Regions from separate parts of the Sus scrofa genome. Here region 1 is linked to region 2. Evidence: chromatin contacts called from public HiChIP or PLAC-seq data. All regions are on one chromosome and are shown on one strand. The core of a region is the stretch at or near the end of the contact, and the rest is flanking DNA. Distances in the headings are between cores, read along the strand shown. Region 1 has its middle 35 kb from the start of NSUN7. Region 2 has its middle 16 kb from the start of RHOH.

What was found. HiChIP or PLAC-seq counts read pairs in DNA pulled down with a chosen protein or histone mark.
Region 1: an H3K27ac HiChIP or PLAC-seq map of alveolar macrophages shows a contact between it and region 2. The contact joins two enhancer-like sites. A contact is called at or near these places in 1 of 47 Hi-C or Micro-C datasets (alveolar macrophages) and 1 of 2 datasets of contacts at active chromatin or transcription factors (alveolar macrophages).

Annotation. Positions count from the first base shown.
Region 1 is chr8:31,773,703-31,777,145 of Sscrofa11.1, reverse strand. No RefSeq gene overlaps it. Among named protein-coding and RNA genes, the nearest start is that of NSUN7, 35 kb to the left of the region's middle. Within about 2 kb of position 2,130, at least 10 of the 83 cell types and tissues checked have an H3K27ac peak or open chromatin away from gene starts, as enhancers often do. A contact at or near this core is called in alveolar macrophages, where this site is marked.
Region 2 is chr8:31,302,835-31,306,525 of Sscrofa11.1, reverse strand. No RefSeq gene overlaps it. Among named protein-coding and RNA genes, the nearest start is that of RHOH, 16 kb to the left of the region's middle. Within about 2 kb of position 1,620, at least 5 of the 83 cell types and tissues checked have an H3K27ac peak or open chromatin away from gene starts, as enhancers often do. A contact at or near this core is called in alveolar macrophages, where this site is marked.

The sequences.
Region 1 (3,443 bases), core at 881-3,380, 470 kb before region 2:
GTGCCAGTATTTAAGTTCTCAGTACATATATGTTGTAGGAATTTTCTCTCTGGATTAAAAATGTCATTTCAGTGAGATAACTGAATCGATGGTACTCTTGTGTTTGCAATTCATCATGATTAGTGCCAGATTCAATAAATATAATTCATTGTTCTCCCTACTCTGAGATTAGCTGGATGTCATGACTTTGAAATAGCTGGACTCCCTGGTGCTGCAGGTATAAATCTTGCCCATGTAACTTACATTCTTTCTTATGAAGTAAGCCAGAGTGCATGGCATGTACTTTTCACACCTAGGAAGGCACTTCTTCCTCCCTCAAAGTGATTACATCATTCATTTCCTGCTTGAATAGCTAACCCCTCAAAAATATAGCAAATGGAGCTCTTGGTTTTAGTCACCTCACAATAGATTTTTTTTTTTCTTACCCCCCCCCCCATCCACTTTGTCTTTTTTAACCTTGAAGTATTTGGATGTGCGGTACGAGGAAAAACTATCCCAGAGAGCAGGAAGTATGCAGAGAATTTTCTTTCTCATGTCACTCTTCACAATGGCCAGTGAGGGGAGTTACAGGAACAATTTCAGGTGTCTGAGCTGAGACCCTGGCGAGCATCCATCTCACAGTCTCTTGCACTGGACTTTCTGGGTAACTCAGCTAGTATTTTACTGTTGTGTACCAGTGTGGTTTGCCTTTCATCTAACAGTTTGCTCACCAGAAATTCATTGTGAACTTCAAAGTAAAAAATCTACAGGAATGGTGGGGCACTGGAAATGAAGTGAGTTTCTATGCCCAGGTGGCATAAAAATCTAATTGTAGCTGGGAGCAGCCCAAGCCCCCTTAATGCGGATAAGACAGCATTCAACTGGCTTCAATAAAAAGGGACTTAAATGGAAGGGAGGTGGCCTTGAGAGCCGCCTGCCAGGACTGAGAAGGCCATTGTTCTAAGTTCTCCCAGGGCTTATGGAGATTGACAAGGCACCTGCTGCCTTCCAGAGTTGAACGTTCAGGGCAGCCATGAAAAAACCCAGGGCTGGGACACTCCCCTAGCCTCCAGCCCGCAGCCATCCAGGTGCTGGAGATTCAAATGTGGGGAGAAGGTGTAGGAAGAGCCCTCAGGAGGGATCTGGAGAGACTGTGTCCACTCTGTGAGCCACCTGGCACAGCTCTCTCTCCCCTTTAAATTACGTTTCATGCTTCTTAGCTCCAACCAAGGCTTTCTGTGGTCTTCTGTGGAAACCACCTACTAGTAACATGGAATCTCTGACCATTTTCACAGATAAGGTCTCACTTCATTCACTTAGTTTTGGGACCAGGATCAATGATTATGTATCCTGCTTAGTGCCTCGATCCTGCTACCCCAGTCCCCATCCTGGCTGCACAAAACAATACTTTGCTGTTTGTGGCAAAAGAGACTAAAAATCAGTAATCACTAATTTTCTCAATGTGGAGGTCAAATTCTAATTTCAGTTATTTTAAAAATATAATTTGAATAAATTATGATCCCCTGCTTTGCTTATTATAGTATAGAACAGACTATACTGTATGAAGGAGGGAATCTGGTCCTGAGAGTAGGAGATGCAGATTTTAGTTCTGACTATGCCGCTTAATAGCTCTATGATCTTGGACACACCACATAGTTTGGGAAGACTTAAGTATTCTCCCGACGAAAATGAGGAGGGTGGACAAGACTCCAGACTTGAGAGTCAGACAGAGCAGGATTTTAATCCTGGCCATTTCGTGTATTAGCTAGATGATTTTAAGCAAGTGACTATTAGTCTCATTTGAAGGCTTTAATGAGATAAAGTACATGAAAGCCTTAGCATCATTCTTAGAATGTAATAAGCACTCAACAAAGAAGAGTTATGATAACATGATAATGATCATAAGTACTATGTTTCTATTAAGGGCTTTTTTTTTTTTTAAATTCTCAAAGTCGATGACCTCACTCTGAGAAGTTGTGACCAGCTGCTCTGAATGTACCTGTTCATTTGATCCTGTGCTTCTTCAGACTGAAATCATAGAGAATTTTTCAAAGTGTTTATTTTTTTTTCATATTTCTATAGTAACAGCAAGCAATGTGATTATAGACATCATGATAAATACAGTCATGGGCTGACTTCCTGTTTTGGGTCATCGTGTAACACATACTAGAAAATCTATAAAGGTTAACATTTGGTTTTGGTGGCAGTGCTCAGAGTGAAACAAGAGAGCTCTTGTCATAAAACTGACTTGGAATTTTCTTTTAATTTACAAGTTTTGAAAATGTTCTCTCTAGAATGTTTAAGCTTAGTTCAAAATTATTCTCAGGCAGGAGTTCCCTGGTGGCTCAGTGGGTTAACACTCTGGCATTGTCACCAATGTGGCTTGGGCACTGCTGTGACAGAGCTTCAGTCTCTGGCCTAGGAACTTCCATATGCTGCAGGTACAGTCCAAAAAACCCAAACAAACCAAAAACCTCCACAAAACTTAAAATGTTAAAAAAAATCTCAGACAATTATAATTACTAGAAATGAGCAGTATTCACCAGCCCTGCAACTAGAATGGCAAAAAGATTTAATTTATTGAATAAGTATTGAATGCCCATGGCATGCCAGGCACCGCTCTAACTGTTGCAACACAGCAGTGAATAAAACAGACCAAAGCTGGAGTTCCTGTCATGGCTCAGGGGTAACAAACCCAACCAGTATCCATGAGGATGGGAGTTGGATCCCTGGCCTCACTCAGTGGGTTAGGAATCAAGCGTTGCCATGAGCTGTGGTGTAGGTCGCAGACTCGGCTCAGATCTGGCGTTGCTGTGGCTCTGGCGTGGGCCAGTTGCTACAGCTCCGATTCCACCCCTAGCCTGGGAACCTCCACATGCTGTGGGTGTGGCCCTAGAAAAGACAGAAAGACAAATATATATATAGAGAGAGAATACATGTGGATCTCATTATATTTCTGCATAACAGTGCTGATACAGTGTTTTGTCCTGACTTGGGTCCATGTAACACCACAAACTTCTTAACCAGCACGGGCAGGAGGCAACACTGAAAAAACAAAAATGTGCTGGCTTCTTCTTTGACATTCTCTTCGTCGAGGTACTGCCTGATCCCTCAGTCTTCTGTCTGGAACTCCTGTTCTTAGACACCTTTCATGGAGCTGTTTCCAGGTAGTTTTTCCATGCTTCAAATCTGTCCCATCCTATCAGAACTTGATGGTTCAGAGTCCCATTTCTGTGAGCCATTTAGCTTTCTAAAATGTTAATAGATTCTGATAGTTTAGGATATCATCCTTAAAATGTGTTCATTAAATGCATCTACCCTGTAATAAAATACCTGAGCTGAGAGAAATCGACCTCAAGTAGTGGTGATTTTGTGCTCCGGGAAGGGAACTGGAGCACTCTTTCTTCCTGGCGTAGCGGCATGGAGACTATGATCCCACCTTGTCCACAGATGTCCGTTGTGAT
Region 2 (3,691 bases), core at 371-2,870:
CCCTGTGTTTCTTTACATTATATTCCCTCTATGCATATCTCTGTCCAAATTTCCCTTTTTATAAGGACACCAGTATATTGGATTAGGGACCACCCAAGCCACCATATTTTAACTTGATTGTCTCTATAAAGACACCATCTCCAAATTAGATCATTTTGTAGATACTGGGAGTTAGGACTTCAACATATGAATTTGAGGAGAATAAAATTCAACACAAAACACCCAGTCACATTTTAGGAGACAATCCAAAATTAAGCCCAAACATCACCAGACATGGTGCCTGGAGATCATCACCCAACACTATCCCTGGGAGCAAAGATAGCAGGGGTACCACTCACAGAAGCAATAGGTAAGGTACAAGATGGCACTCCCATCCTGCCCCGGGGGGCTGGCAGCCTTCTCCTGCAGCTCAAATCCCATCTTCCTGTCTAGTTCCCGGCAGCAGGGATCGGCCCACAGCAGACACGGACAAGGATAGCATGTTCTTCATTTTGGAGGGCTTTGCCAAGGGCAGAAGACAGGTTGAGAAAAGTGGAAACCCAGACCTCTAAATTTGCAACCCAGTAGGATGGCCAAACACATCTAAATGCCTCTATCAAACCCCAGTGTAAATGATAAGCTCATCACACTGAACACCACTAAATAAAACATGCCCATCAGCTTTTGCTGAAATATGAAAATTGAATTCTCAAGTTCCAAAAAAAAAATGAAATCTCTCAATTGTAAACATATAGAATATATATTTCATGTCACTTTTTCCCTAGTTTCAAGCCCTTTCCAAACACCAAGGAGGAAATAAAGTAAAAAAAAAAAAATCACTGAACAAAATGAGGATGTTTGAAATACAGTTGCAATGTCTTAAATGACCCATGACATATTAACTCAATCATTTAAGTTAATGCATAACTCGACATAGCTATTGAAGAGGAAATGATCTTATTGGTAGCATCTGGCCAAAAATACACACTGAAAAAATATGCATGGTCAACAATTTCCAATGAAAACACAAAAATGCATGAGGTCCGCTGAGTTCACTTGTCTACACTTATTAGAAGTCTACCTAGTTCATTTTCTGTTCTATTTGTAATCTTTAGATGTATCACCACAATGAACTCTTACTTTGGGATGATAGTGTGTATAAATATAGTGAGTAGGCAAAAGAAAAAAAAATGTTAAGGTTAATGATTGAGGGTGGATTAGAGTGAAGACTCCAGGTAAGCCAGTTGCTAAAATTTGGTGCAAAAAAAGACACAAGGGTTCCCCATGAGGTTGCAGGTTCAATCCCTGGCCTTGCTCAATGGGCTAAGGATCCAGTGTTGCCTTCAGCTGTGGTATAGTTCGTAGACGCGGCTGGGATCTGGCGTTGCTGTGGCTCTGGTATAGGCCTGCAGCTAAAGCTCTGATTTGACCCCTAGCCTGGGAACCTCCATATGCCGTGGGTGCAGCCCTAAAAATACAAAAAAAAAAAAGATTCAGGGGTTCCCTTTAATCTCTCAAAGCCATCTGATTAGTATTCTGTGCCTCATCAGAAGTAGGAAACAAAGGAAAGCTACATAAAGCTTTATCTACCAGTGGACTCTTGATGAAGTCGTGCCGGGTTCATGGGCTAATTTCTGACCCCTAGTGGTAAAGTCGAAATAAGGTCCTCAAATATATCACAACTCCATTCTGAATTATTGCTACCACTGGGAAGAGAGCCCATCCCTAAAGGATCAAGAGGAAGAGAGTCATCCACAGTCTCGGAGGGCACTGGTCTCCCAGACCCTAGGTGGTTCTGGGATGTGAGTGAACTCCTTGGCCAACTTACACTTCAGCGTGGATTTCAGCCTCGTGCAATCAAGCCTTACCCAAGACCTCCAGACAAAGCAACAGTCCTTGGGTTTGTGTTCAGATTCGTTTCCTTTCCCCCACCTCTTCAGAATATTAGTGATTAGAGAAAACCCAAAAACAAGCAAAGCAAGGAAAGAAAGGTGTAGCTAATCAGTGACCATGTATAAGTGCTAAAAAGCACAGCCACATCCCTTGCTCACACGTACCAAAGTGTTTCCAAAAAAGAAAGCAATACTGATTACTCCAAAGGGACTGTAACATTCAGATATCTGAAAGTAATCCTTCCACTCTCATGTATCACTAATTAGACTCAACATTTTGAAACCATAAAGTGGATGTAACTACGTCGACATGGGCCCCATAGGCCAGCGATGACACCAACACAAGAAAAAGTAATAGCAGAGCAAATATAAAATTTCAGGAGAAACGTCAAGAAAATCAAAACTATCTTTCCGGGTGACAACAGGGAGAATCACTTTGACTCAAGTCTATTTCTGTTAATAAAAACAATAAAATAGGGAATTCCCCAATCTTAATTATCAGCGCTTCATAGAAACAATGCCACTTGTGAAGTTCACAACACCTGGTTCATATCACAGCCCTTTCCACTGTTCTCAATTTTGTCTCCAGAATCCACGTACACACCCAACACTGCCAAACTCACTCTCCACATTTTGTATCTACTACTAGCTCTTTCTTATACTTGAATGCGGATAAATAGATATGAGTGTACTTTTGTCTTTTTATTTTTTGTTTTTTGTCTTTTGTCTTTTTAGGACTGTACCTGAGGCATATGGAGGTTCTCAGGCTAGGGGCTGAATCGGAGCTGTAACCACTGGCCTATGCCACAGCCACAGCAATGCCAGATCCGAGCCACATCTGCAACCTACAACATGGCGTCTGCAAATTACACCACAGCTCACAGCAATGCCAGATCCTTAACCCACTGAGCAAGGCCAGGGATCGAACCTGAGTCCTCATGGATGCTAGAGCCGCAACGGGAATTCCTCTTTTTCTAATCTTTTAAGATGAACACAGTGTCCTTGTATTTATTTTTTTTTCTTTTGGCTGCCCCATGGCATGTGGAAATTGCCTGGCTGGGGATTGAACATGCACCACAGCAGTGACCTGAGCCACAGCAGTGACAACACTGGATCCTTAACCTAAGCTACCAAAGACTCCTGAGTTCTTATATTTCTAATCTTTGTCTGCATACAGATTTCACTGGGTCTTGTAGGTTTGGTTTTGTTGCATTTCCCTTTTTCACTTTAGTTTACAATTTCAACTTTAGTTTCTAATTTGAAGCAAGGAGTATTTAGGAGATAGTCTCTTTTTTGGGGTAGATGTTTTTACCCAAATTTTTCATTTCAGTATTTGTTTGTTGAGGCATAATTGATATACAACATTACATTAGTTTCAGGTGTAAAACACAATGATTTGACACCTGTACATACTGTAAAGTGATCATAGGAAAGTAGCCTTAAATTTCAAATAATTGGTTAAATTATCTTTTAAAAAATTATTTCTAATTTCATTAATTTACTTCTAATTTCATCAAATAGTACAACCTGTAAAAATCTCTACTTTAAATTTTACCGTTTTTTGTGACAAAGTTTATGACCAGTTTTTATGTATAGCCAATGGCCACTTGAAAATATAAATAAGCATTCTCTGCTTGAAGAATGTAAGATCCTGTATATATTTATTAACACATATATGTTATTATATTAATCTTCATATGGTTTTTCTCATTTTTCCCCTACTAGATCTGGTCCAGTTCTGAAAGAGGTATAAATAAATAGATAAAAACCTACTCTAATTTTATTTTTATGATGTTGTCCTTACATATATTTAGTTGTCC